3 separate regions of the Mus musculus genome follow, and regions 2 and 3 are each linked to region 1. Evidence: chromatin contacts called from public Micro-C and promoter capture Hi-C data. All regions are on one chromosome and are shown on one strand. Each heading gives the region's core, a stretch centred on a gene start, on an enhancer-like site or on the middle of the called end of the contact. The rest is flanking DNA. Distances are from core to core; before and after follow the strand shown.

Region 1 (4,328 bases), core at 777-3,276:
ACCATTTCTTCTAGAAGTGGACGTGCTTTTGCAGACGTGTAAAGCTCGGGAGGTCTCCCCCGAGCTTTGTCCTTTGTTAGCTGGTACGGCCCAGGGCATACCAGTTAACATCCTGAGCCTTGGTTTCCAGACCTGTGAAATGGGGACCGTGGGGACCACAAAGTGGATAAAAAGCAACAGGGCTTTTGAAAGTGCCTTGTAAACTGCGAAATGCTACCTAAGGATCAGTGGCTACACTTCTCAGTTACGGCAATGCCTGCTGGGCTGCAACTCCGTCTGTCCTCAAATTCCCTCCCTGTAATGTGGCGACTGGCCCGTGCCAGTCTTTCAAAGGTTCCCAGTAAAACTCAAAAAAAGTATGTTCACTAATCTTAAAGTTTTGATTTTTTTTTTAAGATCAAAATTTGGTAGGCAAGACTCATTCCTGGGAGCACATTTGACCGCAGCACTCTTGGTGAAATACTCTCAGACTCCTTCATCCTTTGCCTTACACAATTCCCTCAGCTGCAGAAATCCAGAACTCGAGGTCCACTTCTGTAAAATAGGAACCTCACTAAAATATTAGCCTTAGTGTGTGCCCGCAGGGGTGCGGGGGGTGGGGGGGGGAATTTTAATGACTGGAGTTCTGGTAAAGCAGGGCGAAACGTTAAATTGAGCACCATTTCTGAAACTCAGGGGCTCCAAATGGCTGAATCAGCATTTTCTGAAACAAAGTCTTCTGGGCCTGGCCTTTTAAACAGCCGCAAAGGGAAAGTTGTGCAATAACACATATTTACTCACTAATGCTACTTGTTTTGGACTTATTCTTTGCATCTCTTGAATGAAACAGTTACAAAAAAAGAGTTTTTCAAAAACATCCTAAAGGACTAGAGCCTTGTAAAAATCACCTGTGGCTCTCCTACTTTTCGGTCAAAGCAAATGAAAAGAAGTTCGCGGGGTTTCTTCCAACGCCAAGAAAAGACAAATACATTTTTTTTTCCAAAGTGAAGAATACCCTAATTTCCATAACGCACATGCCGCAGGCCCTCGCCAGGCAGGCGTTTGGAGAGGCAATCAGCAAAGGCAGAGAGTTGCATCAGAAATTTCCTTCTGCAAACGGTACCGCTCTTATCACGTTTCCACCGCTGGCGGGCTGCTAGTTCGTGAGCCCTCAAACTTGGTGTTAGGCCCCAGCGACGGGTAGCGGGGCCACTAACAGACCCGAAGAAAGAAAGGGGTGGGGGTTGGGGAGTGTGTGTGGGGGGGTACGGAACCTCGGGCCGCGGTCCGGGCCGCGCTCGCTTGGGACTTGGGAGTGTCTGGCACCGCTGCCCGGTCCGCCTGGCGCGCGCGCCGAGGCCCGGGGCGCAGCGGGAGCACCCGCTTCTCCGGTGACCCCCGGGCGCCCACCCTCCTCCAGGGCGGTGGCCCCTGAAAGCGCGGCCGTGACCGCAGCCCCCGCCCGAGCCCCCCGAGCCGTCGCCGTCGGACAAGACGGCTCAAGAATGTGCCGCTCGGGGCCCCGCGCCTCCCCCCGTGGGCTGGAGCGCAGGGGAGAGCGTTGCGGGGCGCCGCAGCCGCGCGCCCGCCGCCCCGTCCCGCCATCCCGTGCCGCCCCGCCGGGGGCCCGGGGCGCCGCAGCCCCCCAGACCCCCCAAGGCGACGCCCTTCCGCCCGCCGCGCCTCGCGGGGCCCCGCGTCCCGATCGCGGGCGGCCCCGAGCGCAGACAATGACGGCGCGGGGAGCCGCCCGGCCGCCGGGCCCCGCGAGGCGCGGACCACAAAAGTAACTTGCCGCGGCTCCCCGCCCAACTCCTACCTGACGTGCAGCTCCTCGTCGCCTCCGCGTGGCCGCTGGCCACACGTTGCACGAGTCACAACGGAGAAAAACCGAAGGCAAAGCCGGACACTGGACGGTCCCAGTCGCCGTGCGTGAGACGGTGCGCGGAAACTTCGTGCTCCCGTGGGTCTCGGAACGCGAATCCCGCCCGCCACTGGTCGCAGCGCCCTTCCCTTCCTGCCGCCTCCCCGCACCCCACCCCCTCGATGGGCTTTAAACTCTCCGGGCCCCGCCCGCCCTCCCCGCCTCCGCCGCCGCCTCCGCCTCCTCCTCCCCCGGCCGCTTTTCCTGCTCCTCCTCCCGCCGCCGCCCGGACCGCTCGGCGGCCGCCAGCGCGGGAGGAGCCGCGGCCTGGGCGCAGGGCGTGGCGCGGGGGGCGCGGGCTCGCGGGGTTGGCGTGGCACGATGCTCTCCCGCCCGGGCGGGAGCGCGCCCACCATGCTTGCAGCGCGCGGGACCCCCGGCGCCACGCCACCGCCCCGGTGCGCGGCCGCGCCGGCGGAAGACCGACCGGACCTGTCCCGAGGGCCATTCGGAAGGGAATTGTTCGAAACTCAGAAAGTACTCCCCAACCGCACAGTTCAAACTCTTCCTGGGCTGCGGCCGCCCGACACCGTCGTGGGCAGCCCCGGGCCCGGACAAGGAAACTCGGGCTTGCTCACGGCGGGTCGGGTCCGAGCCTCACCTTTCTCAGCCTCAGTTTCGCCAGCTGCGTGTGAGTAGCCGAAGGAGGGAAGCCTGAGAGGCCCTTCATTGTTTTCTTGAGGCAGCCGAGCAAGCCTCGTGTCCTTTACCTCTGAAGTGGGGCCCTCGTGAAAGTAAAGCCCAGACGGGCCGTGCCCGGTTTCTAAAGTGACCCACGAAAAGGCAACGGGCTAATTTGATCGGCCCCTTCGAAATAATTCTTAATGTTGTGTCGCTTTTCTAGTACAGATAGGCTACCAATAATTACACCTTTTTCTTGAGTTTCGGCTTTGTAAAAGCAGCCCTGACCGTAAATCACCGTAGTTGAGAAGACACGTGGTGTGAAACATTTGTGAATTCTCCTTCTTCTCCCTCACTCAGGCCTCTGAGGTTTGTTCCTAGAACAACTGTAGAAAGTAGAGAGACTGAGCCTAAAAAGTAACTTCTTAAAAGTAACTTCTAGAAAGTCGAGAAGCTGGGAGTGGGCTCACAGCAAGGCAAAGATTTGAAAGCTGTGCTGTGTGCATTGTCCGACGCTCTTTTTGAGCACGGCTCGGTACCTCTTGCTTTTAACAGTGGTTTTTCCGACCTCAGATTGATGTAATCAATGAAAAGTTTTTCCTTTCCTATAACTGAACACTCACTCTTATTTCTGGCCGTTGGTCCAAGACTCAGAAACCTACAAGGTGAAAATCCAGAGAAAAGGATGTGAATAAGTCTTAGATTCCCGGGGAAAGGAACACAAGAAGTCTTTTGTAGACAAAGGACTCAAAAGCGAACCGAAGCAGAGAAAACTGGGCTAACTTTTCCCAAGTTGATTGGCTTCAAACTTTACAGTTTTCCTGCAGGGTCTCACCAACGATCCATACTGCACCGGACACAAAGCCTGTCGGGTCAGGGAACTTTTACAGAGGTTTGAAAGTTTCTACATACTTTCGCAATACTTTTCCCCCCTGAATCGATTTGTTGGTAAGTTCCAAACAGTGTGGACCCTTCAGCCCTCTACATATTGATGTTGCCTTTCCAAACATGGAGATGTTTTCTTATATAACAACCACATACCTTTCAAATCCACAGATTTATATTGGTACAAAACGTGTATTTAATCTAGGTTTAAACTTTTTTTCCCCCTCAGTTTATCTGATAATTTAGAGCATTGCTTTTTCTTACAAGACCAGTCCAGTGATCTAGGTGGAAAGTTTAATCTGTGTTTCTCAGGCATTACTACTAACTAGAATGGTATGGAGATAAATGTCAAGTATTTTCTTGATGTCAAAGCCCTGGACAGGCCTTCACCCCCAAATTTCCTGGATCCCTGTAGACCCATATAGCAGCGTTCTGAACAAAGGTTTTTGCCTTATTCTTGCTGTAGCCTTAGGGTTACAGTTAGCTCCAGTGTCGAGGGAGGCCCTGGCCAGTTCTGTGAGCAGATTACACTACTTCCATCTCATATCCAGACTCCCAGCGCCCCCTGCCCACACATTCCCCAGCAGAGGTATTACAGACTCACACATTGTAAGGGTAGCAGTGTATAAATGAGCCTGGAGAACCCAGCCTCCTGGGCAAGACAGGATGGCTTTGTAGCTCACAAACTTCCCAAAGGAGTAATATATGAACTAGACTTGGGTGTTAAGGCAGGAAACGGGATTCCCTGGTAGTGAGGAATTCCATTATCCAAGTGTGAGCTTCAGGAGGCTCATTCAGCCGAAAGTAGAGAATCTGATGGACTCTAATTTTAAATTAGTAATGAGTTGATTAACATGTCTCCCTACTAATTGTAGGAATAGTGTCACTGGTAACTATTTACCTTTTGCTAGTGTCCTGC
Region 2 (4,187 bases), core at 545-3,044, 350 kb before region 1:
ACTAGGCAAGCATTTCAAGGGATGTCTGATGTCTAAGGGTGCTTGAGCATCTAAGAACTGGAGATGTCCAAGATCCCTTCCTTACCACCAGTCTAGCCTCGATCACCTTGCACCTTGCAGTTTATGGTTACAGCCTCAGCAAATCCTCTACAGGCAACTCCTAGACACAAGGAAGACAGCCAGAGTTTGGAACACACAAAAAAGATCACAAAGGAAAAGGGAGAGCTTGAAGTAAGACCAGAGGGCAGTTTACAAGTCTGGCCTCCCTGGGCTTGACCCATAAGTTGACTTGGCTTAGGATCTCTGTACCGTGGCACATCTCCAAAAACAAACTGGTAGATGTTGCCTAAACCGTCCAAGAAAACTTTATGTGTTGAAAGGCCTTCTCTCAAGAATAGTAGAGGCCAAGCATGTCATCGAGGTGCATGGGTCCTGTTATGGCAGCCAGGCCACAACTATCTGGACAGCTGTGTCCCCGACCACGCTCAGCTGCCCTGGAGTCACATTTTCTGCCTGTCCCTGTGGCTCACTCCTCCTGCCACCTGGGAAGCCTGTGTCTTCCTTTCCACCAGCACAACCTATCCCTTTGAGGCCCAGAGCCTTCCTCCCAAACACTATAGCTGCCTGCACTCCTCTCAAGGGTACTCCAGAGTTTTATTTTGTGCCTTTCTAAGTGGTTTTGAAAAGTGGTGAGGCAAGGCCACCGCCACCCCCACCCTACCCAGGCAGGGACACCAGGCAGTGTGTATGGAATTAAAGATTCTCCCTCTGTGCTCAGGGTTAACGCCTGTCTGGCCCCCTTCGGGTGTGGCCCAGCTAATCAGAAAGACGATGGGCTCTTTGTAGAGTGTGAGCACCATCAGAGGCTGCAGTCCTGTCTCTACGCAGGCACTCCGTGCCTGACACGCCAGGGAGAGGTCTGCGGCGCCGTGGAGCATGGTGTAGGATTGCCTTGCTCCCACCTCTGTCCATAGACCCCTTCCACGCTGGCGTGTGCACACAGGCCGGGATGGAAGGCGCCATCCTAACTTCTTCTGTGAGCAGGTGGGAGGGAAGAGACGCGAGAGGTATTCCATTGGTTGTCTGGGAAAATGAACTGCACCTTCTCCTCACTCGCACAGGATCAACTTTTCCCACCCCCTAGGGTGGGCATCAGTACCTTGGGGTCTGAGCCCGAACGTGGGAGCCCACGGGTCCCAGTTTCAGGGACTCGGCTGTGCGCTTGCAGCGGTTGCTCTTAGACACCGGGGAAAGTGCCTTACAGTGTCCCGTGTTCCCCGACTGGGCGAGTGAGCCTGTGTCCCGACCGCCCGGCTGTCCCGGCTGTCCCGCGCGTGGCGCTGCGGCAGGGAGGCCCCTCCCCCTCCCCGCCGGCCCCGCACGTGCCGCACCCCTGCGGGTCGAGCGCGGGTCCCGCAGTGGCGCGGTTGAGCCGGACCGGCCCGCGGGCAAAGCGCGGGCCGCCGCATCCCGCGCGGGGCAGCGGCGTGATGCTGCGCTGGAATGAGGAAGCTTGGCGCCAAGGGGAGGGCCCGGGCGCGCTGCGCGCGGGGGTGGCGGCGGCGCGCCGAGCGGGCCCGGCGCGGGCGAGCGGGCTGCAGCCGCCGGCGGCGCCAGCAGGTACGGCCGGTGCCCGCCGCCGCCCGGCTACCCTCGGCGGCCGGGCCCGAGCCCCGTGCGGCTGCAAACTTTGTGTGCGCGGCCCGGCGGGTCGCGGAGTTGCCGTCTGAAGGCGGGACCCGAGGGCGGGCGCGGGACGGGAGGGTGCCTCCCTCTGACCCGCTCAGTGTCCCCGTCAGGGTCCCGAAGCCGCGTGCCGTGCGCGCAGGCCGGGTGGGCTGTGGGACAAGCCGAGCGGGAGGCGAGTCGCAAGCGCCAACCCAAAGTTTGCACGGTGCGGGGCGAGGGGCGCGCGCTCCGGGCTGCCGCAGGTGGCGGCGCGGTGAGCCCGGGCCAGGTGCCCCGGCAGCGGGGCGGCGCTGTCGTGCGGGACAGCCGGGCTGCCAGGGGCTCGGAGCCGGGTCGGAGCCCGCGGGGGGCGGGGAGTGTGGCGAGAAATGGGGAACAATGCGAGTGAGCAACTTGAGGAAGTCATTGTGAAAGAAAGCTGGGAATTGCTCCGCAGCCAACTTAGCAGGGCACTCTAACAAGTGCCTGCGCGGCCGCGCCCGGGCCGGGGACAGGGGCAGCCCGGCGCAGTACAGCCCATCCCGGGACGCTCGGCCGCGGCTGCCGGAGACCCGGTAGGTCCCGCGGGGTGCAGGAGCCCCCAGATCCCCGGCTGCTCTTCGCGCCCCAGGATCATTCTTGGCCCCCAAAGCGCGGCGCACAAATCCACGTGAGTGTTTTCGAATTAAATTTCAGTAGAAAAACTTGGGATAACTGGTGGATTTTTGTTTTTGTTTTTTTCAATTAGGAATAGGAAAGAAAGGAAAGTCATTCGAAATCCATAGTGTCCGTGTCGCTCACGTCTATCTTTTTCTTTCTGAGGACTGTGAGAGCGTTGACTTAGGTCAAAGCCTCTGCCTTTTTAGGCTGGGGCTGCAGGTGCAGACCAGGCCAGTTGAGGCACTTCTGAGTAGCCCGGGGTCCCACGAAGAGAATGTCCTGCTTTTATGTTTAGGTTTATATCGACATATCTATCGAGATTACGGAAGCCAGCGTTTTCAAACTCATGAGTAAAGACTTTCCTTATTTTCGATGCGAGAGCTATTTGCTTTACTGATAAGATCCTGTCTGAGTTTGCTTTGTGCAAAACAAAAATGATCTGAGTATTGAAACACATACTTTTTCTCATCGCACTGTCTGATCACAGGTCATGAGACTATCGCAAGGAGACCCTGTTATCAAATAGGCATCAGGACGCTTGCACATTATTTGAAATGTGCTTTTTAAAATTGCTAAGCATCACTGGTGATTCCCAAGGTATCTTATGAGCCTTCGATTTCCTTCTAATTTGGAAGTGCAGGATATGGCATCTGGTGACCCAAAGGGGCATCAATTCAAAAGGTCTGAGCCAGAAATATTTTCTGTTTTCTTTCGGGCAGGAGCCCACCCAGATTGAATTTTAATGTGCTATTTTGCTCAAGTAACCCACACGTAATTTCTCTCCCTGCTGCAGACAACCTATTTCATCTTTGAGCTGCCTTGTTTTAAACTTACAGAACCAAACTGGTGTTAGGGAAATAGCCCTTTACTGGTCCAACCTACCTGTAGAAGAATTTTTTTTTTTAATGTCGAAAACGTATAATATATGTATGTATATATATATATATATATATATATATATATATATAAAATATTTTTTCATAGACATTGAAATGCTTTTAAGAATTGGTTCGTTTGGGGTTCTGAATTGAGAGGGGGGTGAAGTCAGTAAGAAAATCCCAGAGCCTGCTTCAGTTTCTTTGTTTGAAGATATTTGTTCTATGAGATTGAACTCATTCTTTTTTATGGAATTTTCAAAGTAACAATTAAAACATTATTCATAATATGTTAGTAGGTGTCCAAATTGTTTCAGTGACAAATCAGATTCCTTGGTATATGACTCAAAATTTAAACGGGGACAGATATCCGTGACAAAGATTCATCTGCTTACTCGGATCAGCACCCTAAGGTACACAGAACATGTTGAGGACATAATGTAGCCACATCCATGTAAATGACAGTGGGGCACTTCACTGATGATGCAATTCTTTTGATAAAACATGAATAATTTCAACTTTCCCCACAAGCATACATGGCTGTTCCTTTTTTATCGTAGAATAAAATATTTTTCCCGGACAGACGATGCACTAGAGCTGATGGCCAAAATGTTTCGAGTCTGGTGGCTTTCGGTGTTTTGTTCATGGTGACTGTTGAAACCTAGAGTTAAGAAATTCCAAAGAACTTGTTTGTTTAATTCATTGGTGGTTTAACTGAAGGGCCAAACCCCAAATTTCTCCACAAGTGTAGAAGCCATAACAACAGTGCTAGCCCACCATGGTGGCCTCACAAGCAGACAGAGGCTGCTAATAAAAGTGTGGATGACTGTGATGTTTGACTCTTTTGAGAAGTTTGTGTACCATCTCCTAAAGCGAAAGCAAATGGTGGTTGTTCTTATAGCATCACCATTGCCGAAAAATTAAGATCACAGTTAATTTATTGCCCCAAAGATTTAAAACCCAGCAAAGCCATAGGCCCCTGGT
Region 3 (4,248 bases), core at 305-2,804, 430 kb after region 1:
AAGTCGCAATTTTAAAAGCAATTCTGTTTACATCTCCCAACGTCATTTTAGGGGCTCTCCATTACCATGAAAAAGTATTCCCATATCTATTTTTTAAGGGGAATTTGTTTCTTCAAAGGATTTATATAACCACAACCACACCTTAGCGAAGAAAAGTCTTAAAAAAAAAATTCCGTAGCTTCAAGATTATGAGTTAGAAATGTATCTTACTTTTTTGGAAGCCTCCAGGGGAGATTTTAAGAATAAAGAACTGGTTTAGACGGCTTTTATAAACACTTGGGCAACAAAGTCAGTGGGCAAGGGATCGGGTGAGTCAGTGGGACATAACTGCTAAAGAAAAGAGATTTGTTGTCCCCAGTGCCGCCTTAGAAAATCCAGCTGCTCAAGTGGAAAGTGGGCCATTTCGGGAGCAGGTGCGGACCCACCCCAACTCATTCCATTCGCAACACTCATAACACATTTGCTCCAGAAAGAAGAGGTCAAAAGCCAGCCCCACGGCGCTCTCTGAAATCTACCAAGTCTGCAAGGGTTGTCAACTGTCCTGGCAGAGATGGGCACGGAGGGGCACGATTCGGGGAGTTGGGGTTAAAGGGCAAGTCTATTTGACCTGTGTTAGGCAAGTTTCTCTTGGGCAAGTAAAATCCTCAGTGTGACAGGGAATCTCTGTCCGCAAGGTGTGGAGACAGCAAAAAGAAACTAAAAGGGTTGAGGCACTAGAGGATCCTGAAGACAGGATTGACAGCTCTGCTTTACAGGTCCGATGAAGAAGGTCCTCACCTCTTCAGACACAAGGGAGATCCCAGCACAAAGGCTTGGGCAGAAGAGTGTTCATGAAGTCCCTTCCCCACACACCTCCCCAGATCTCCTGGCTACATGGGTCCCAACAGACCAAGTACCCCCTTGTCATTGAGGTAGGGAGCAGCGGGCCACAGGGCCTGCGAGGAGTGGCTGGAGGAACCTGTGTATGGGACCAGACAGACTCAGCTGGAGTTTCAGGCCTGGATTTTCCTTGTCCCCCTCCGCCCGTAATTGCCACTATTGCAAGGGGCTGAAGGCAGCTCAGAGCTGGGGTTCTGCACGGAGGGACAGCACTCCCTCCACCCACCCACCCCCCAACACACACATACACAAACATACACAAGGGCTTTCACAGCAGCACCTCTCGCAGAAAGTGTTCCCGAGCAAGGCCTGCCACGGTTACCGGAGCAACGACCCAGGCGCCCCAAGTCCTCAACACCTCGGGAAGAGCCACGCCCGCCCTCGTGGGCCCGCTTACCCTGTGGGGGGCTTGGCCGCCAGTGCACGCGGCGCGTCCATGGAGCCGGCGGGTTGCTCTGCCGGCCGACTGGGGCGCTGGCTGCGGCGCCGCCGTCCTCATTCACTTTTTCCGCGCTGACCCATCGTCCTCCCACGCGGGGCTAGCGAGGACAGCGGCCGTGCCGAGAGGACGGAAGCGACCTGGGGCGTCCGGGCGGGCGGGGGCGTGCGGAGAGAGACGGACGCGGCTACCCCGGGCGCGGGAGCAAGGTGCGCCGCCCCCCGCCAAACTGGCTCAGCCGCGCCCACCGCGGCGCCGCCCCGTGCCCGCGCGCCGCTCCCCAGCGCCCGCCTCTCCGCGCGCCCCCGCTGCCCGCCGGAGCACACCTGGGCGGGGCGCGCGCCCCGCGGTGGGCACCGAGTCACCTGCCCAGCCGGCTGGAGGAACTAAGCGGGCAAATACCTGGCCACCTGTGGCTGCGCGGGGCGAGGCGGGCCGACTAGGCTGCGAGAACCGACTTGAAGGAAGAGAGAAAAATAGACGGTCTAGCGCCTCAGTTTCTGCCCCAGAACCTAAAAGAACCTTTGTTAGAACTAGAGATCTACTGTAAGGGGAGGGGAGAGTGGTCCAAAATGAGGTCCTTGGTGTGCAGCATAGGAAACTGGAGAGGGACGCAGCTTGGGGTAAAGGGGCACACCTTTTTCTGAGAAATCAGAAAGCAGTGAGGCTGGAGTGTGGACATCCAGTGCCAACAAGAACTGCACCTGTTTGGATGCATGCTTCTGCTTGCCAGCCTAATTGCCTGGATAGTAATGAATGCTACTGTGGCCCCAGCCCTGTGATTCCCATGTTGAGTGGTGAGCAAAAATACCAGCAGAGGCAGCAGGTGCTGAGGCCTCACTGCAAGTCAACCTGAGGACCCAGCACCACTAAGCTTCCCTTCTCCAGCCTGCTAATTGACCTTAGGGGAACAGGAAAAGAACCTGATTGCTATGAAGTTCCGCCCTTCAAATACAGCAGTTGTACTAGGTTCTCAGGATTGGAATAAAATGCCAGTAAGAGGCAAAATTCTGTGACTGAACTCTGTATCCAGAAGCTTGCCTAAGCTTTTCTTCCTCTGAACCCCAACTTTCTGTTTAAGGAAAGAGGGGAGACCAGTGTACAAAATACAAGTCCTGCAGTAGCCTTCTTTGCTCCAGCCACAGTGCCCACTCAAAGCAGGTGAACCACTTCATACCTACAGCAGAGCCTGGCTTCCTTTTGAACACAATACTCAGAGCATTTCCCCACCCGAGGGCTTCTGGGATCTGCAATGTGTATCCTGCAGGCTCTGCTCAGATACCTGCTCCTCAGGGAGCTCTTTTCTGACCTCTTTGTCGCAAAGGACATCCCCACTCTCAACTCCCATCTGCTTCTTGTCCACTGTCTTGAGTTTTGTTTGATACTCTTGCCGATTGTCTTGATATTCCTCATGGAAGCATATCACTTTATCTTCTGTGTGTGTGTGTGTGTGTGTGTGTGTGTGCGCGCTTTATATGTCTGTTTATAATCAAAATGCTTACATGCTTTTATATTTATATAAACTGAGTGTATTAATTACGCATGCAAGAGGTATAAATACATGTAGATATACATGTCATATTGAATATGTTTACCTTTATGTGTTTGGAATGGGTCTCTTCCCCGAAAATGTGACTCAGTGTAGAGTGAGCCTTGTCTGGTGTTTTTCATTACTCTTAGCCTTTAAGACAGTGAATGAGGGTGAATCAGGGCTCACTACATAAAGGGAACATTGAATGAATTGAGTTTCTAGGCCTCTCCCAAGCTCTGGGTCTGGCTATCGGAAGGTCTTTCCTGGAATCTGTAAGATCTCTCTATGCTCTGGACACTACTTTGGGAAAGGGTAACCTGGGAGGGGCCGGTAGGCCAGGAACTAGGGGCCTGGACCCCAGTGAGAAGTAACAGTGGGTACAGAGAAGCCAGAAATCATGAGCATGGCAGATAGTTGGTTGTCAGAGACAGAATACCACAGAAAAATCACGAGAGGATGGCACTGCCCACCTCCAGGCTGAGCTTCTGATTTCTGTCCTAGGAAAAAGGCCCTGGCAGTGCTGGGCCTGGACAACCTCCAAGTCTACAGAAGCCACTAAACACCACAGTCTGAGAAACCCAAAAGGGAAATGGAGTGGGTGGCACAAACTGAGAAGAGTTATCACAGTGAAGCAAAAGGCAAGATTAGGCTTCATACCAGCAGGAGGGTCTAAGCACCCAAGACCTCTGCTTGCTGTGTAAATAGGTCAGCCCTGGCATTCCCAAGCCAGCCATCCTAGTGTAAAGTGTGCCAACAGATCCATCTAAGCACTGTTGTTTCCAAAAGCATGTATTCCACAGATATACATGAAGGCCGGTAACGGGTAGAACTAGACCCATTATTAAATATTAAAATATTTTAAGTGCTGAGGGGTTGGGGATGTATTTATCAGTTTGCGTTATTTGATTAGTCCTCTTGGACTGACGATGTTAGGTTCATCAGGCTAACTCTCCCCATCACTATGTGCCCTTGATATGACCCTGGACCTTCCTGGACATCCTATATCTACTAGAATAAACCTAGACCAGATACAGGGTGCCCAGGAAGGCCCAAGGTCATATGAAGGGCACATAGTGAGGGGAAGAGGTGGTCTGTCTAAGTCAGTGCTTCCTGAATTTGAATGTTCAAAGGATGCATATTCTGATCCAGTCAGTGGTGCACCAGAGAGCTTTTGTTCCTAATGGGCTCTCAGGGATGCAAAATTTGTTGGCCCAAGGACTGAAGGTCACACACAGTAGCTTCTGGATTGATCTTGTACTGACTGGTAATGTTGGCCGCAGCAAATTCCTTTCCTTTAAACATTCATTTCCTTCTGTGAAATGTGAGATCCGTCTGAACAAATTCAGGTTTTGTGGGGTCTTAACCTCACATGACTTTAGGAATCCTTTAAAAATAAAAA

Evidence for each region. Promoter capture Hi-C pulls out the DNA fragments that hold promoters and counts their contacts. A called contact is a pair of places that touch in the nucleus more often than the background predicts.
Region 2: a contact with region 1 is called in a promoter capture Hi-C map of embryonic stem cells. The contact joins the promoter of Ikzf1 here to the promoter of Grb10 in region 1. A contact is called at or near these places in 5 of 39 promoter capture datasets (cranial neural crest, embryonic stem cells and stem cell-derived epiblast-like cells), 7 of 484 Hi-C or Micro-C datasets (all in embryonic stem cells), 3 of 115 datasets of contacts at active chromatin or transcription factors (all in embryonic stem cells) and 3 of 9 other capture datasets (adipose tissue, embryonic stem cells and pancreatic islet).
Region 3: a Micro-C map of embryonic stem cells shows a contact between it and region 1, with 2.1 times the contacts expected there. The contact joins the promoter of Cobl here to the promoter of Grb10 in region 1. A contact is called at or near these places in 6 of 39 promoter capture datasets (cranial neural crest, embryonic stem cells, hippocampal neurons and 2 more), 1 of 15 datasets of contacts at CTCF or cohesin (the NIH/3T3 cell line), 7 of 484 Hi-C or Micro-C datasets (cerebral cortex, cortical neurons, embryonic stem cells and 1 more) and 8 of 115 datasets of contacts at active chromatin or transcription factors (embryonic stem cells, forebrain, neural progenitor cells and 1 more).

What each region holds. Positions count from the first base shown.
Region 1 is chr11:12,035,394-12,039,721 of GRCm38.p6, forward strand. Grb10 (growth factor receptor bound protein 10) reads right to left here and starts at 2,027. Exons shown (of 17, transcript NM_010345.4): 1 at 1,799-2,027.
Region 2 is chr11:11,684,131-11,688,317 of GRCm38.p6, forward strand. It overlaps Ikzf1 (IKAROS family zinc finger 1), which reads left to right and starts at 1,795. Exons shown (of 8, transcript NM_001025597.2): 1 at 1,795-2,338. It overlaps Gm11999 (predicted gene 11999), which reads right to left and starts at 1,505. Exons shown (of 4, transcript NR_166812.1): 1 at 1,160-1,505.
Region 3 is chr11:12,463,406-12,467,653 of GRCm38.p6, forward strand. It overlaps Cobl (cordon-bleu WH2 repeat), which reads right to left and starts at 1,555. Exons shown (of 15, transcript NM_172496.3): 1 at 1,277-1,555. The coding sequence starts at 1,317.